2 separate regions of the Mus musculus genome follow, and region 1 is linked to region 2. Evidence: chromatin contacts called from public HiChIP or PLAC-seq data. All regions are on one chromosome and are shown on one strand. The core of a region is the stretch at or near the end of the contact, and the rest is flanking DNA. Distances in the headings are between cores, read along the strand shown. Region 1 holds the start of Gjb4 (gap junction protein, beta 4). Region 2 holds the start of Smim12 (small integral membrane protein 12).

Region 1 (3,627 bases), core at 780-3,279, 110 kb before region 2:
CTCATCCTGGTCACCTGCCCCTCTTTGCTTGTGGTCATGCATGTGGCCTATCGAAAGGCTCGAGAGAAGAAGTACCAGGAAAAGATTGGTGAAGGTTACCTTTACCCGAATCCCGGCAAGAAGCGGGGTGGACTCTGGTGGACATACGTCTTCAGCCTCTCGTTCAAGGCCACCATAGACATTATCTTCCTCTACCTCTTCCACGCATTCTATCCCAGATATACCCTCCCTTCTATGGTCAAGTGCCATGCGGAGCCGTGTCCCAACACAGTGGACTGCTTCATTGCCAAGCCCTCCGAGAAAAACATCTTCATTGTCTTCATGGTGGTCACGGCCGTCATCTGCATCCTGCTTAACCTTGTGGAGCTGATCTACCTAGTGATTAAGCGGTGTTCTGAGTGTGCGCAGCTGAGGAGACCACCCACTGCACATGCAAAGAATGACCCAAACTGGGCCAACTCTCCTAGCAAAGAGAAGGACTTCCTCTCATGCGACCTCATCTTTCTGGGCTCGGACGCTCACCCGCCTCTGTTACCAGACCGCCCTCGAGCCCACGTGAAGAAAACCATTCTGTGAAGGGTCCCTAGACTGGACTGGCAGGGTGGGCATGACCTGGAAGGTTCCAGAATCTCTCATGAATGTAGCTGATGGGGAGAAGAGCTGAGTTGGCATTGGAGGCAAGCAAAAGGGAGGACTCCCAGAGCTTTGGGATCCAGTTGTGCCTCCCGGCTGACTGGCCTTCGCTGAGTCACCCCTCTCCTCTGTACCTCCATTTCCTTTTCTGTTAAATAAACACACCGAGGGCCACTTCGCAGGGCTCCTGGGAGGGGAGTTTCACGAAGGCACCGATGAGCAAATGCCTTCCTGTGTGGCCCAGGGTGAGAGCTAAATAAAGATAAATGGGTTTACAGATTCAAGGTGTCCTTTGGGTCTTGGCCTTTGTACCCTTCCTGAAGTCAAGGGGTTTCCCTCTCCTCTAGAAAAGGAGTATCTAACTTTTCCTCAGGGCTGTTCCAAAGCTAACCTTTTGTCCCAGCTGGAAGTCTGGGCTGTGGGTGTCTGCAGAGATGATGGAGTTTGGCAGAACCGTATGTTGGGATGGAAAACACCCAGACTCTGAGTAAGCGTGGCTGCATCAGAACTCGGACAACTTCAGCTGAGTTCCTAATGCATTGCCTGTGGGGGTCACTGTGAGCAATGGCAAGTACCTGGCACGACCAGAGTTAGCCAGCCAAAAAGGCCACGTACGTGTGAATCACTGCTGTTAGGGAGTGCTCAATAATAAATGCTTGTGTGAAGTGAAGCAGAGGGGCCCTTCCTTGGGTGTACATTATTAACCTTCACTGTCTCTGCTGGACGCAAGCCCAGCACCCCTCTGTAGCCCCTGCTGGACCACACTCCAGCTTCTCCAGAGCCATTTCCAGCAGAAGCCTAGGACCACAGGGCACACAACAAGGTTACAGGCCTGGCACCAAGCCAACAGCAGCCTTTGAAATCACCAGCCTGCATTCCTTGTCTCCAGCAGGGCAGTGGGCCTCGAAAATCCAGGTGGCTTATCTGGGTTCCAAAACAGAAAATATATATTCCCCACCAGCGTGGCACAAGTCACAGGCTGAATCAAGGCTATCCCCTTCCATAAAAACCAGCCGCTAAGGATCTCAGAACCAGTTGCCTGAGGCCAAAAGAGAGAGTTGGGAACCAGGGCACAGGAAGAGGGACACACATGGCAAGCTGAAAGGAACAGGATCTGTGTCACTAGCACCATCCTGTACCTGGACATTTTGATACCAAACTCCAGCCTCCATCACTCCAGTCCCACCCACATACCTACCAACCCAGACAGGCAGGAGGAGGAAGGCGTGGGCCCAAGAGATGAGCCACAGGTGTTTGCTCTGCCACTGTGCCCAGGGAAGTCCTTCTGCCCAGCCTGCCTACCCACTCCAGCACTCTCTCTTGGCTCATTGGCTCAGAAAGCCCCACCCTGCTGGTAAGTGAGGAACAAAAGCTGCCTCCAGGACGGCCTCAGGCAGACAGACAAGCCGGCACCGGAGAGTGAGGACACGGGGACCCAAGAAGGGTGAGGACCGAATACAGCTGGAGACGGCTGTGGGGGGAGGTCCCCGGGGAAACCTAGGGCTGGGGACTTAGCTTCCCAAAGGGAACCAGGGGTGGGCAGGGACCCTGAAAGAACACTAGGAAAACTCCACAGAGGAAAGGAAATGTGCTATACAGAGGACAGAGGACCAGAGGAGAATCCAGAAGAGATTGGGAAAGAGTAAGCCATAGCTCAGTTCAGCTAGGATCCATTGAGAATGCACTGGGCCTGACAAAAAGCTTTGTCCCAGGAGACAGAGACGTCCAGTTTGCCTTCCAGCCTCCAGCAGGCTAACAAGGAAGCCTGGGCCAATGAGGTATGGGTGATGCTCCCTGCAGTGGAAGACAGAGGGGCCTCAGCACGTGTCCCAGGGATACATGGCTGCAGAAACCAGGAGCTGAGTCAGGGATGGTACAAGGACGGCTTGAGATGGAACACCCTAAGTACCCCAGAGCCAGGGAGCACAAGGCTGGGGTACACAAACATGGCCTGTATGAAAATGAGAGACATGACTCTCAGCCAGCCACTAATTAGGCAGTCAGAGAAGAGGGGTGCACCTGGGAAGAAAGATCAGTGGTGGGGCAAAGACCATGCCGGTACCCAGCCCCTGCCTCCTCCTTATCCCTTATACACACACACACACACACACACACACACATACAACATACACACACACACAAACACACATATACACACAAACACATAATACACACATACAAACACACACATACATTCAAACACACAATACACACACATAAACACAAACACACGCACATACATACATACATACACAAACACACATACACATACAAACACACACATACAATCCTTATCCCTTACATACACATATATACACACACAAATGCACACATACAATCCTTATCCCATACACACACAAACACATACATACACACAGCAACACACACATATACAAACACACACACAAACACACAGATGTACTCACACAAACACACAAATACACATACATATGTGCACACACACGAACACATATACATACACACACAAACACAGACATACATACACAAACACACACACACATACACATACACATACCCATGAAATGGTTGGAATTCCAGAGGGACCAACTGTGGTCCAGATCTCAAGACAATAAAAGAGATGAATAAAAAAGAATGCCTGTCTGTTCTGCACTGACACAGCAGGGTGGGAAAGAGGCCAAGCCACACCGATTGCAGAAGAGCCTTTGTTTAGTTTGGAAAGGGATGTCTCACAAAGTTCCAGAGCCACAAAGGAGTAAGGATGGAAACTGCTCTGAGAAATCTCCCAAGGAGTCAGAGTGGGCATTCCCAACCCAGAGCCCTGCCCATGCTGGGTTCAGGAAAAATGCAATGAATCTGACACCCACTTAAGGCCTGCCTACCCTGTCCCTTCTTGCCTTCATCCAGTCCCCAAAGCCATCTGACTCTAGAAGTCTCTGGGCCACTGTGGTTGAGACACGGGTTGGCTGGCAGGGCGTATGTGGTGTTGATCTTCCATGTGCTTGTTACGTTGTA
Region 2 (3,880 bases), core at 405-2,904:
GCTGGTCTGAGGCCAAGCCTGGGCTTTTTTTCTAGCAGAAAGAACACTCTGCAGATGTATGCATGGTGTCCGTTCACACCCTAGATGTGTGGAGGGCCTCCTACAGCTCCCCATTAGCTTGGCTTTTCATTACACTGAAAGTCTTCCTTCCTTCTGAGCTCTGAAGTTATATCATGAGATCCGAGAAACCTTACAATGTACACATTAACAAAGAGGGGAAGCTCCAAAGAACCCCAAACTCAATCCTCCATTCTATTTTTAACTCAGTACTTCGTTCTATTTTCTGTTTTAAGTTTTGGGGTTTGTTTGGTCAGCTGGTTTTGGTTTTTTGAGATAGGGTTTCCCTGTGTAGCCCTGCCATTCAGATTCCTTCTGTAGACCAGGCTGGCCTCAAACTCAGAGACTGGACTGGCCTGCCTCTGCCTCCTTAGTGCCAAGATTAAAGACATGTGCCACCACCGTTGGGCTTGTTTTTATTTTTAAGACAGGTTCTCATGGCACCCAGCCTGGCCTCAAACCCTCAAAGTAGCTAAGGATAACTTTGATCTGCCGACGCTCCTGTTTCCAGTGCCAAGTGCTTGTGATCACAGGTCCACACCAAGTGCAAGTCCTTTATACAATTCCTGGGTAGAGACTCTCAATTTTCCAATTTGTCTTAGGGCGGGCATATCAAGCACCAGTCTATGAGTATTACTCTTGTACATAGAAAGCCCAAGTTCTATGTGCTCTTGTCCGAATTCCAGTCATCCATGTATACAACACAACCTTCTCTTCGGTAAGCTATGTGGGCCTACCCTACCTGTCTACAGCTCTCAAAACACCCTGGAGCTCCACAAGGTTAAGAACTAAGGATGTCCGGATCGTCCTATGCTCTGTGCCTCTTCCCACCCTTGCTATCCTCCCTAGCAAAGAGCTAAAAAAGTTTGTTGGTCGAATGAATGACAGGCAGCATAAACATGTTGCTTTGTTTATGGAAGACTACAGCAGCCTTCCACCCGCACTCACAAAGGGGTATAGGGATATGATCATAAGCAGCTAGACTTCATGAAGTCATCCCGAAGGTATCAAAATGTAAGTAGCACAAGTGTTTCCCAAATACTGCAACGCCTATTTCCAGCCCGACACGCAGGGGCGCCAGCCAAAGGCTCCAGGTACAGGTCAACCGGGCCGCCAGGAAACCTGTCCCAGTGCCTGAGCCCACCGGAAGCTCTCCAAATGAGAGCAGTCGTAGGAGGTCCGAGAAGGTGAAACCATCAGCCTTGACAGCCAGCCAAGTTGGGATGGGAGCGCCAGTGAGGTTCGGGTCATCAGCTCCTGTTCCCTGTCCAGTCACGCCACACGCGTGGCTTCGTCACCCTTCGGCCTGCAGGGGCCTGAGGCGGACGAGATCTGACCACAGTCCACACTCGGCCACCAAAAGCTGGCCGAGGCCGAGCGGGTCACGGAAACCATCGCTCCCTCAACTAGGAGGAGCCGTTCCCGTGGGACTGGGGGCCAGCGATCCTGGGAAGCGAAGTGCCCTCAGCCCTGGGAACTCACCTGCGGTCCAGCCCGCACACCCCGGACAGGTCCCGCGCTGCGCCCGCTAGCCGGGAGCAACAGGGACGCCGAGGTTCCCAGTGGCCCGCGGGGCGCGCCCGAGGCCCCGCCCACTGGCATCTCTCGGAGAGCAGCGATTGGCTGAGCTCCAGCCAGCTACAGAAGAAAGGAAGCCAGGCACCCGACCCTGCGTTGGACTAAACGCAGAATAGTATAGCGCCCCCTGACGGCTCGGAGGCTCCCCTGTGACGTTGCCACATGCTTGTGAAGAAGAAAAAAGAATAGTCAGCTTTCATTGATCCAAATGAAGTTCATTAGGTGTCTTCCGAGACTTACCTAGGTCGGATATTACTGAAACCGAAAACCCAACCCCTGACCTCCAGAAGCTCCCGTAGCAGAGAATAACCTAGTACTTTCAATCTTCTTGGGATCTGTGCTTTCAGGCTGTGTGTCCTTGGGAACATCATTAATTAATCTGAGCCTCAATTCTTCTGCATAGCGTTAAAACCTTCCATTTCAGCAGGGATGTTGCAAGGGTTAGATAACATCTTGTTTGTAAAATACTGTGCCAGGCACACATCTCGCAGGGAACTAGATTGTAGCGTTAGTGAGTCTACAAATTGCTGAAAGTACCAAGACCCTCTGATCGCAAGTACTCACTCTCCTTCCTCCATGTTTCCCCTGTCCCTGAGCGGAATTATACTTATCACATATAAGAAAAAGCCTCACACCCCAAGCTCTCTAATGGACTACCATAGTCCTGCCTTCTCAACCTGCCCACACTGCTCTCAACCTGACCAGTCTCCTTCCCACTAATAGCATGCTAAAAATCAACGTTTGAAGCCTGTGTGTCCATGTTCTTTCATCTACCTGGAGTGCTCTACCCAGCTTCCCTTAAGTCTACCCAGCTTCCCTTAAGTTAGCAGTGAGCCATTTCTCAAGGTCACGGGTACTCTCACAGGAAGCGTCTTCAAGACTGTACTGTCAAGTTAGAGATTCTTCCTCTTTTAGATCAAAGAGCCCAAAGCTAAGCCTGACAGCGAAGATGGGGAGGAAGAAGCTGCCAGAAATTAGCAACCGTGATTATCAGACCTTGATTACTTGTGCATTGAATCTGTGGGAAGAGATCAGAACAGTCTAGAACACAGGCTGGCATTTAGCCATTCTACAAGCTAGACATTGGCGATACAAATGGGGACTGCCCTCCGTAGTTTCCTGGATGGAGAAGAAACAGGAAGACCCACACAGTGTCATAACAGAGGACACTGTCCGTCCATACAAGAAGAATGAGTGGAGGTTCCCTGGAAGGACAGATCCCTAAGCTGGATCTTAATAGTGACTAGAAGTTCCCTCCAGCAGACCTGGGTAAGCACAGAATCCCCAGCTAAAGTGGAAATGACAGCATTGAGAAGTCCTGAGGCGCAAGACCAGCCTTGGCTCTACACCAAGATCCTATATCAATTAAAGGAGTCAGTTAGCACTTCCAGATCACACAGAACTACAAGCTGAGACCCTGTCTAAAAATAAAGTAAAATACCAAACACTGGAATTAGTTGTTTAATTAATTCAAATCTTGACTCTGTGGCCTGCTAATCTGAGAAAATATATTTATAACCTTTTAAAAATGATTTTAATTATGTGTGTGTAAGGGGGGGGTGCAATGAATGTAGGCACCCATGGAAGTCAGAAGAGGGCGTCAGACACACAGGAGTTTATGAGCTGTCAGACATGGATGCTGAGAACCAAGCTAGGCTCATCTGCAGAGTGGTGTGTTCCTTAACCACAGTACCATCTTATAGACCTATTTGTATTTAAAAAAAAAAAAAACCAGTAAGAAAATACCCTAGGACTGGCCAGATGGCTCAGCAGATAAAGGTATTTGCCACCAAACTGATGGCCTGAGTTTAATCCTCAGGACCCACATGGTTGAAGGAGACTCTCAACTCCTGAAAGTTGTCCTCTGAACTCCCCATAGGGTCTGTGGCTTGTGAGCATACACCCACACACAAATAAATAAAAGGAATAAAAACCTTTAAGACATCCTCTAGGGTTGCTGTTGTAAATCACGCTAGTGTGCAGATAGCGCTTGCCACACCTCTTGGCATTTGCTCAATGAGTGTTTGGTAATGAATCCTTCTTGTCATGTTAAGATTCCCCCAGATTCCTGCTTCTTTCTGCAAGGTTCATCCGAGGCATTACTTCACAAATGGAAAAAAATTCCGAGTAATATCTTCAAGTTGGCCCATTTTGTCACTCCCCAGATCCAGTCTACCTCACCTGTGCTTCTAACTGCCCCTCAAAATCAACACCATCATTTCTTCCCTGGACCATCTTAGCAGTT

The links. HiChIP or PLAC-seq counts read pairs in DNA pulled down with a chosen protein or histone mark.
Region 1: a contact with region 2 is called in an H3K27ac HiChIP or PLAC-seq map of embryonic stem cells, with 9 read pairs. The contact joins the promoter of Gjb4 here to the promoter of Smim12 in region 2. A contact is called at or near these places in 4 of 39 promoter capture datasets (the 3T3-L1 cell line, embryonic stem cells and trophoblast stem cells), 3 of 15 datasets of contacts at CTCF or cohesin (the NIH/3T3 cell line and embryonic stem cells), 52 of 484 Hi-C or Micro-C datasets (B cells, the C2C12 cell line, the Patski cell line and 13 more), 14 of 115 datasets of contacts at active chromatin or transcription factors (embryonic stem cells, large pre-B cells and pancreatic cancer cells) and 3 of 9 other capture datasets (adipose tissue, embryonic stem cells and liver).

The regions. Positions count from the first base shown.
Region 1 is chr4:127,352,483-127,356,109 of GRCm38.p6, reverse strand. It overlaps Gjb4 (gap junction protein, beta 4), which reads left to right and starts at 2,029. Exons shown (of 2, transcript NM_008127.4): 1 at 2,029-2,077. It overlaps Gjb5 (gap junction protein, beta 5), which reads left to right. Exons shown (of 2, transcript NM_010291.3): 2 at 1-1,301. The coding sequence ends at 576.
Region 2 is chr4:127,241,558-127,245,437 of GRCm38.p6, reverse strand. Smim12 (small integral membrane protein 12) reads right to left here and starts at 1,654. Exons shown (of 2, transcript NM_030252.2): 1 at 1,540-1,654.